2 separate regions of the Gossypium hirsutum genome follow, and region 2 is linked to region 1. Evidence: chromatin contacts called from public Hi-C data. All regions are on one chromosome and are shown on one strand. The core of a region is the stretch at or near the end of the contact, and the rest is flanking DNA. Distances in the headings are between cores, read along the strand shown. Region 1 holds the start of LOC107892178 (phosducin-like protein 3). Region 2 holds the start of LOC107892170 (triacylglycerol lipase 2).

The links. A called contact is a pair of places that touch in the nucleus more often than the background predicts.
Region 2: a contact with region 1 is called in a Hi-C map of hypocotyl, with 2.1 times the contacts expected there. The contact joins the promoter of LOC107892170 here to the promoter of LOC107892178 in region 1. A contact is called at or near these places in 4 of 34 Hi-C or Micro-C datasets (hypocotyl and leaf).

The regions. Positions count from the first base shown.
Region 1 is chrD09:11,888,389-11,893,899 of Gossypium_hirsutum_v2.1, forward strand. It overlaps LOC107892178 (phosducin-like protein 3), which reads left to right and starts at 4,063. Exons shown (of 4, transcript XM_016817187.2): 1 at 4,063-5,116. The coding sequence starts at 4,875.
Region 2 is chrD09:12,060,877-12,066,131 of Gossypium_hirsutum_v2.1, forward strand. It overlaps LOC107892170 (triacylglycerol lipase 2), which reads left to right and starts at 3,843. Exons shown (of 9, transcript XM_041101805.1): 1 at 3,843-4,159; 2 at 4,252-4,368. The coding sequence starts at 4,118. It also overlaps the pseudogene LOC107892172.

The DNA of each region.
Region 1 (5,511 bases), core at 2,813-5,312:
AAGGATTTGGGTTACTCAATTCTAACAACCCTAAATTTTTTTCTTCTAACAATGAAAGACGGTGAGAGGAAGGAAAAAGTTCACGTCAAAAAAAATATAGAGAAGAAATTGAACAAAATTAAATTTTACATGAAAGTTGTTTTAATCCTTTTAATTTGAGTTGGAAAAAGTTGTTGATGTGGCATAAAATAATTGGCTAAGACCATATATGAGGTGATGGGAAGGGTCCATGGAATAATTTCTCCTTAAAATCTATATAACTTGTCAATAAAACTAATTGAAAACTTAAACCAAATTACAATATACACAGATATGGATATCTACCTTCATTTCAACAAGGTATTCAGGCATCGGAGATTCTTCCAAAGGCTTTCGCATAGCATCATCCTCGGTCCTATGTAATTCATAAACAAAAGTATGTACAATTTATTATATATAACATAACTACCTTCTTATTTGAATCTAGTTCTTCCTGGATAACAATTTCTTAACCTTGTCATTCCCCCAAACACTAATGCGAGGGGGAAATTCATAGCTCTCATATCCATACCAAGGAATGGTATTACCTTGAACTTTGATAGAGCAGCTTGTTGGATCAAACTTTTTGATCAAGTAGCTCAGGACCTCCCTCTTCATTGACCACGAAGTCAATTGAATCGATGATTCCATACCAAGAGCACGAAGGATGTTCTCTATCTTCGTATCCTTCAAATCCTTGAACAACTTGATCGTACTTCGAGAACTACAAAGAGTAAGCATGCCTTACAAAAAAAAAACATTTATTGTCAATATGTTTGCTTGTATCATACAATAACTTACTTTTTAAAATTAAGCACATGAGATTATACCTTATACTTTTCATCTTGGCCTTCTACTTCCAACTCTTCTTTCTCCATGGTAGTACTTTTGAAAGGCTTCTTCTCCGAATTCAATAGTTTTGAGCGTTGTAAGGCCACCTTTGGACGCTCCTAGCTCAAAATAACACCAATGTTCCTATAACAAAATCTTCAATAAGTCATTTCTCAACCTCTCAACTAACCTCTAATTCAAATTTCCCTTTCTCATCAGTTATCTCGCTGTTGTTTCGCTCTCGGACACTTGCACTGCATAAACGGAGCACATAATAAACCCTACTACTTTTTCTAAAACGTTAAGCATTTTGTGTTTACATTAACCGAATTTGCTCCTTATTATATGAAAATAGAAAACCAAATAATTTAGGGGGGATAGTGGCTTCATTGATTTCTTCTGCAACCTACTTGCTATTAGAACCGTTATTGATATCACTCGGCTGATTAAAATCTATACTAATTACGTCGAAAAATATAGTATAAATACCAAAAAAACAAAGCTACATATGAGAATATATACCTCCAAAATAGTTCACAAGTCATCTAGATGGAATTCTGCCCATCCAGATGACATTTTATCATCAACACATATGGCCACGTGCCCTAAACAATGCAGAAACACAATTAATTCCATCAATAATATATGTAATTTCATTACCCAATATGACATCATTAAATCACTAATGCTCTAATGTCGATTCCCATGCAAGCATTCATGCGTTTACTATAAAAAAGTTAAACATGCATCGCCCTATAGTGCATCGTAATCATTAAAGAAAACCAGTGCATATGCTAGAATAGAATTTGTGGTTTTAAACCTTTTTACATAAAAATGCAATGTACTCCTTAATGCCCTCAACTCTAAAGTTGTAATAATTTCATACAACCAAATAAGAGGAGATGTGAAAAAAGCAAAATTCAACTACTAAAGAAAGGCGAGCTGTTAAATGGCGATGAATTATCAATGGAATGGAGCAAAGACTTACATTTTGAATAATTATTTAACTAATATAAAACCTATAAAGCTTATTCTGTCAATCACTAAAGATTCCAACTCCCAAACAATCGTTGTAAAACGATCTGATTTTTCATGGTATCAAAAAATACAGTTTTAGAATCTCGTTTTTGTAAACCAAATCCAGAGATTAAGTTATTATGAAAATATATTAAAGCTCGATTAAGAAATTTAACCGAGAAAATTAGTTAATTAAATTTTAGAGACTAAATTGTAGAAGTCTAATCGCTATTGAGTTTTAATTTAAAAAAGGCTTGAGAATCTAGATAGCAATTATCTAAAGAACCAAAATAGTTATTTAACCATTGTCCATCAGGAATTAGTGGCTGATAATATTGATTTCCACTTTGTTTAATTAATGGTTGATTAAGTATAATAATAACTTAATTAAACTAATTAAGTAAGCTTAATTAAAGTTTAAACTAAATATAAATAGGAATATAGTGAGATTCTCATCTTTCTTCCCATCATCCATAGAAAGAAAAGAAGAGAAAACTTCAAAGTTGTTCATTCATTCGGTCATACCAAAATTACCAAGGTAATCAAACTATTTTCATCAATTTTTTTATAGATTTATGATAATGGGAGCTTGATTTAGCTAGCTTGTGTATCAATTTATTTTATTGTTAAGTTTTTAGCAAGTTATCATTATAGAGAAATTGATGAATTAGACCTTAATTTGATAGTTAATAAGCTTAATCATGATAAAGACTAAATTGTAAAGCTAATTAAGCTTGTTAGATAATTTTGAAATATTAGGAATTAATTGAATAAATTGAAAACTGTCATGAGATTATATGAATATGGAATGAGCCATGCTTTATGATATTAAGTAAAAAATAGTATGATATAATTGCTACATGATATGATATATGAATATGGAATGAACATGCTTTATGATATTAGACATATATGAGTGATGATAAATTGAAAAAAGATTATGATATTGAATATGAATTGATATGTGAATTGATTATAAAATGAAATTGGATCATCGGTACTCTATTAACTATAAGCAGAGTCGAACATAGTTGGTATGCTATAGGGTTAGATTGTGCACGGGTTATACTTTGACTATATGTCAATGAGCGTTGGACGCATGTTACTTCAAACGTTCCAATGAGTGCTGGACACACCTTTTACTTTGGTTATACCTTTAAGCGGTAGGCACAATTTATATACTTTGGACGTTCCGATCAGACACTACTGGATGTCAAATTGGTATGTTGGTTGGATAATGCATGTACCCGTCCTAGATCCAAGTCAGGTTAATATGGGTATAAAGTATGAACTCGATAAATGATATTGAATTGAAATGATAGTATGAACCGGTACACATGTAGATATATGTAAAATATGACTTAAAATGTGAAAGACCATACGAACGAATTTATACAAGCCTGGAGGGTTGATATGGTAATAGAGCGAATCAATAGATTCGAGAATAAGATGAGTTAAAGAATGAGAAATTGATATGAAATGAAATGAAAATATATGTACCTTATTGTTGACTGGTATGACATGATAAATTCTAATGCAAATGATAAATGAATTGTTATACAAAATTGTTATTTCCATGCATTATATGTTAATGGAAGTTCTTGGCGTAAATGGAATGTGATTTGGCTAAATGTTAACTTATTTGATTAATGTTATTGTTATATTGACTTAAATCATGAAAAAATCACTAAGTTTTATTGTTCAGTGTATGGTTTGTTTATTCTATGTGAAGGTATGATCGTAAAATTTCGGCCCAACAATGTTTGTACAATACTTTACATTGCAATAGATGACATGTAACTAGGTTTGAACCATTTTAAGGTTGTAAATGGTGAATGGAGTGTTTTGATTATGGAATGATACATCTGTATATATGGCTTAAAGCTTTTAAAGGATGGAGATGTGTAATTGAACATCAACATGGGATGCAATGTTTTGCGTGTTGAGTTGAAGGAATCTACCTTCACATTGTGCATTTAAAGTCGCAACCCCGAGCCTATGTCAATGATGTCACAACACGGATCTATCATGGTCATAACCCCAACTCATTAAGTTATCAAAAGAGACTTTTGTAAGCTGATTATAAATCATGTGATGAATATGTATTAAACTTAATAGTTGAATTGAATGGTAACCAGCTATAGTTTCTCCGGGAACGAATTTAAGATCTCATAGCTCGGATCGAATGCTCAAGTTGATTTCAGTTGTAAGCTCAAAGCACCGAAAACCCATCATAATTTCATCCATTCCAAACAATTTTATTTAATTACACTAATAAGTAACAACACAGCAATCTGAAAATATAAATTATCTTTCAATTTTTTGGTGAGTTTTAAAGAGATCATATATTCTTTAACCACTGTCAAAATGGGAGTTCAAAATGAAAAAGAAAAGAGACAAGGAATTGACAGATTACCCGCTGTCAAAAGAGACGGGGAAGAAGAGGAACGACTAAAATGCACCAATCGGAACCTACGGCACTAGGCTTCGTTAGTCGTCGGAAAGCGAAAGACACAACAACGATGTCCAATGGGATCGGTTAGAACCGCAGTGAAAAAGATGAAAGCCTGGGATGGCATAAAACGTTGCCTTAAATGAAATCTACGGCATTGATGATGCAGCGGGCTTCGACCGGTGTCGGAGAGCGGCAAACACGACGGTGGCGTCGACCGGAATGGGTTGGAAGGAAGGCCGACAGGAATTGGTTTGGACGAGGAACGGGAAACGACGGCTTAGGGAAGAAATGTTTTTTTTTTTTAGCTTTAGTGAATTTATTTGATTACCTATAACCGGTAAATCCCGGTTTTGCTTTTATTTTAGGCTTTATCCTCTCTTTTTTTTGAATCTAAAGCCTCCTGCTTTTTGAAGCTTATGGTAAGCTTTTTTTAGCTTTCTGTAGAATTTCCCCATTATATCACCTTTTCGTTTTATGTTCTTTAAAAGCAGAGAGCCAAAGAGAGAAAGAAGGATCTGAGAAGGGAAAACATAGAGAAAAAAGCTTTAAAACAATGGCGGATTACCATTTCGTTTACAAAGACGTGGAAGGTGCTTCCACTCAATGGGACGATATTCAAAGAAAGCTTGGTAATTTACCCCCAAAGCCACCCGCTTTCAAGCCTCCTCCTTTCGAACCCGCACCCGACCCGGATTCTGCCCCCAAGGACAAGTCTTGGGTCGATGCCAAGACTGAAGATGAACTTGATGAACTCGAAGATGATCTCGATGATGATCGCTTCCTTGAAGAATACAGGTTTCATTTACATTTTTTCTTCAATTAATTGGATTTGTTTTGCGGATTTCAGTTTTAGGATTTAGACGTTATTATTTTGATAATTGGATTCAGAGGTGATTTTTTTTATTGAATTAAAATATTGGTTTAGATTATTTGGTTAAATTTGTTAGATTTATGAGCTGAAAGGGAAGTTTCACGTTGAAGCATGATAGCTTTAGGATTAATTCTGGTGATATCTTTTTTGTTCTTCATTTTGCATCAAATTCACGATTGCGAAATTGTTGGAACTTTTGCCTTGTGACTGGATTTTTATTAGCTATGGATCCTTCAAATACACATTAAAATATATTTGAGACATTGTATCTAACACTAACACTCAAGTTGGAGTAATACCATTAAGAAATCCGTGTGGG
Region 2 (5,255 bases), core at 2,593-5,092, 170 kb after region 1:
CATGGAAAGGGATCCCAGCTGTATGAAAAGAAGCTTTTTGCATCACTCCCCAGAAAGAAACACATAAATTAATTAGCTGGTACAAGTTTTAAGGGCTTTACGGTTCATTGCTTTATGCTTTAGCACTGCCACTTGGTACAAAAAAGCGACATGGGATTTCCTTTGATACCAAATATAAGATTCATAATGAAGTCACTTCTCTGAGTATCTAATAGATTTATGCACACAGATCCAAGGGAATTCCATAAGGTATCATAATCCTTATCTCTCTTTGGCCACTTGGTTTGGCTCAAACCATAAGCATTTTACTATACTAAATTAGGAATAGAGACTAGACAGGCAAATAAATAGAGAAGATACAGACCTAAACCCCTGGCAGCCTTCTCCTCGATAGGATCTTTTAGACTCTTAGCAAGCTCCAGTGCTGTCTTAAACTCTAGAAAAGCCTTCTCAAGTTCTTGATTTCTTAAAAAGTTCTTCCCGCTCTCAACTCTTCCTTTCTTGGATCAACAATTACTTCCTTTTCTGATATTCTACCACCGATGGGAGCATAACTCAGGCTGAGAGCATATGACTCTATCTTAGCCTGCCTTCTTAGAGCAGTATTGATCTGGCGCAGCTGCTCATTCACTCACTGCAGCTCCCATTTCCTCTGCCGTGCAAGCAATCCTAAGGTGCAAATTGTGGATGATCAAAAATAAAAAAATCCAACATAATGTAAAATAAGGCATTGAAAGTTCATTTTCATTAGTTATATAGACTGCTCAGAATAGATTCATGTGTTTAAAAGTGAAAATTGTGTAGTTAGATGTTTCAGTCACCCATTTCAAATTGGTATTCCCAACTGAAGACAACTATCTTATTTCTAGGCTTCTGCATGAGACAAGTTTTCTAACATTTTAAATCGGCCATTTAGAATACCTTTTCAGGATATGTTGGGATAAATCCAGTTCTAGGTATTTTAGGATAACAATTTCTTCAAGCACATCAAATACAGTTTGAACAACGAAAAATATCAATAGCTGGCTGTATTTGAATTGCTGTATGTTCATTTGAAAAGCACACAAAGTGGCATGCCATTATGGACCAGAACCAAAGATGAGGCTAAGTAAAAAGATACATCCAACTGTTGCACCAATAAGGGCTACAAATAGCAGTAAAGGCATGTTGAAAAAGGAGTTATCAGCTTCACAATTTCTTGATTCTGCTGACTGAATACTTGGAATCTGATAAAGCCGGAGACCTCAAACTCAAAGTGAAATCAGTATCTGTCTTATAAAATCAAACCATGATCTTAACCTTTTAACCTACTTGAATTTTCTTTTGTCCTAACAGATTTAAAAGCATTCCATAAGTGTTTCCCCTTCCTTATTTTTTGTGCATGGAGGAGCACATAAAGAATTAACTCCTCCATGTCTATTTCCCATACATAGGAGATCAACAAAATACAATCAGACAATGCATACAACATTATTCATCATGAATCAAGAAACGCAAAGGAGAGGATAAAAATAAGTAATCCTACCAAACAAAGAATTAGCCATTTCATCCATTTTACAAAATTAAGGGTGACCACAAATCACCCATCTTTGCTGACATCCATTCCAGCATTGTAGTATAAAACAGACAATCATAAAGAGAAGGGGTTCAAAATAAAATACCCATAAAATCAAACACATCAAAAGGCTCAATTCAAACACAAAATCATTAACTCCATCACAAATTGAACCTGATCAAGATCCCACCTAATCAATTCCACAAAAAATAAATTTCATTTAAAAAAATATACAAACAAACCGAATTGCCAACTTAATAGATCTATTGAAGCGCAGGAATTAATTAAAACTACCTACTTTAATCTTACATCGAACTTGAACCGACTGATTTCGCTTGAAGTGGAAAATTGTTGAAGGGAAATAGACAAAAAAATTGAAGATAAAAAATCAGCAAATGGTTGAGAGTTTCATTTCTGAAAAGACTAGAAATGGCTAGGGCTTTTTTCCTTTTGTCAACGAAACTACTGTTGGTTGTTTTTTATATAGAAATGAATCCTGGGTCGGGGATGCAATGAAGGGAAGGGGAAGGAGAAGAAGAGAGCATTTAGAATGTTCTGATGCTGGGATGTGAAGAGGAAAAACTTTGGAAAGTGTCTTACTGAAATAAAAAGGGTAAGACATTTTCTCAAAAAAAAACTCCTTTTCCCGTGTTTTGTAAAATGTTTTACAGTGAAAAACTATTTTCAGCCAAACAAACATCGGAAAAGGCGGAAAAGTTTTTCCAGAAAATGTTTTACCCCAAACAAACGGACCTAGGTGTTGAATAAAATTATATCATTAGATAATTTTTGAAAAACACTTTTTTAAATTTTATTAATATAATATTTTATATTATTGTAAACAATTTTGGATAAAAATTAAATATATTAATTTAAATTTTTTAATTTTCTCTAATATATTTAAAAAAAAGTAAAAATCAGTTTAATATTTTAAACATTAATACTACTTTTGGTAGGAGTATTATTTACTCATCGTGCTAATTTCAATCGGTAATTTTTATCACTCATATGTCTTGTTTTGAGAAAAAAAATGATTTTTTTTGTTTATTTTGAAGAGGTCTTATTTTTTACTCATCTTTCAAGTTTTAATTTAAATTTGTACTAACTATATATTCTGTATGTGATAAATAAACTTTTTTCTTATGTTTATTTTATGATTTTATTCAATTTTTTTTCAAATTTCAAATTAAATAAAAAATTATTACGATTATCAATATAATTTATTAATCATACCCTTATTTCTTAAACATTACAGAACCAAGAAATTACACAAACTTGAAACCGGGGTCCCTCAATATTACCGTAAAAGTAAATTTTCTTAAAGTTTATAAATACGTCCTTCCCTAGAGAGAGAGACCCCACGAATTCACAAAAGCTAATCCTTATAGCTTGCTATAATCCATTTTGTCTCAATCTGCAATCTGTTTCAGGATATTCTTTTAGCACAAGACAAAGTTTCCACCATCATCATCCTAACCTGTATTGTTTATGATAAGAAGCAATGTATTAGTATCAATTTCTACTACTAACCCTTGTATTATGTATAAATTATAGATTTAGTCTGTCAGATTTTTAATTTTTAATTTTGTCCAAAGGTAGTTATTAAATTGTTTAAAAAATAAATTATATTATTTTCAAAACTTTGTGCATCTAGTATGTTACCATATGTAATGTCATGTAAGCCTGTAATCTGCTCATAATAATCATAAAAAAGTCACATCACTTTGGTTACTAAATTTAACGATTATCGTTTGAGTAAGGACTACAATTACAATATTCTAAAAATATATAATAAATCCACAACTTACACGTACAAAGAGATTTATGGCAAAATTTAGTTGTTATTGTTTGGGTCGACTTAAATTTCAAATTTCAAAAAATATAAAAAGTAAGATTGATTAGTTAAAATATTCCATAAATATTTGTGCTCTTCGTAAATTTAGAATTTAGTCTCTCCACTTTTCAAATTTCAAAAATCAAGTTACGGTTATTTTGTTAAATTGAGGTTCTATACAATGTCATTTTTTTAGTTGCATTGCTATTAAGTGGGTATTTTTTATTTAAAAAATAACAGTATTAACAAATGAACTTGAACTTTAAAATCCGAACAAATAGAGAAATTAAATTCTTAAAATAAAAATAAAGCAAATTTATGAAATTAGAGCCGAAAACTAAATATCAATTTATTAAAATTTTAGCATATATGTTGAGGTCCCACATTCCCATGCCCATCTCACGGAAAATGTATATAATGGGAAAAGGCTCCCTTATCTTATGGCATCAAATGATTTTATTGTCAATAGTTTTAAAGCCAAAGCTCGAAAGCTAAATCCTATTCCCACTGCTTTCGTCTTTCTTTCTTTTTCTTCTATATATAGCCATTGCTTTATAATCTTTCTCAATCTCTTTATATACATAGCATGCAAGTTATGGCTTTTTCTCCTACAGGGTTGTTGAGTTTGGTTGTGTTCATGGTCTTGGTGGTGGAGCCTCATCCAGCCTATGGCTCGAGCCGTGGTGGTTGGTTTGGCCGAAACCAAGGTGCAGCCACTCCACTAGTCAATGGGATATGCGCCGCCTCGGTCACTATCCATGGTTACAAATGTGAGGAACACCAAGTAAGAGCCTACGTTTTGTTTTGGTAGTAATTTAATAGTAACATGGATTTTGTTTCATTAAATAATTTTTACTTTCAGGTGAAAACCCAAGATGGATATAACTTGAGCATGCAAAGAATCCCAGAGGGACGTATAGGTGGGAATATTAGTGGAAATAAGAAGCAGCCGGTGTTGATACAACATGGTGTACTTGTGGTGAGCCCCTTTTTTTTTTCTTCTTTTCTTTTTACCATATTGGATGAATGTTTTACGTGATTTACTTTTACAAAAGAAATTGCCAAGACTTTATCTAAGCACCATAAAAGAATGTCTACCTTAGTTTGGGTGCACCATGTGTGGGAATAAAGTGACATTTGTTTCAATTTGGCAATCTTTTTTACTCGTTAAAGCTTTTAGTTTTTGCATTCTAATCATCAAACCCTAATTCGACCCCAAACAACAGAAGCATAATCAATTTACGGTTTTAGTCCCTATAATATACTTAATTTAATAGATTGGGTCCTATAATTTGATTATGCTATTATCATTAATATTATGTCTTAACCTAAATTACTAATCTTACAAAAAAATTATGTCTGCTAATCTAGAATTAAAAAATAAAAACCAAAACCCAAAATTCTTTATGGCATTTAAAATTATGGTAATCAAAATAATTGTTTTTAACATAATTTATCATTTACAAAAAAAAAATCAGCTTAATCTCATGATTTCAATTCTTTTTAAAAAATAAATCTTTACATTAGCCACATTATTGATTTGGATTAAGATATTAACAACAACAATAATAATAAACCCCCAAATTTAAAATGTATAATGATTTATTTGGCTCTCCAATGTTAAAAAAATATATATATATATATATATATATCATTTTAGCCGTTCATTTAACATTTCGTGTCTTTTAGCCTTGAACTTTGCGTTGTAGAATCACCTCAAAATGGGTGAAAAAATTAACGCCTATTAACTTTACTGACTTGACAATCCACAGGTATATCACTTTAGCAATATTATTGTAAAGCCCAAAATCTGCCCGGGCCCATACCAGCAAAATAGACCCAAATAATAAAAACAAAAGCAGCCCA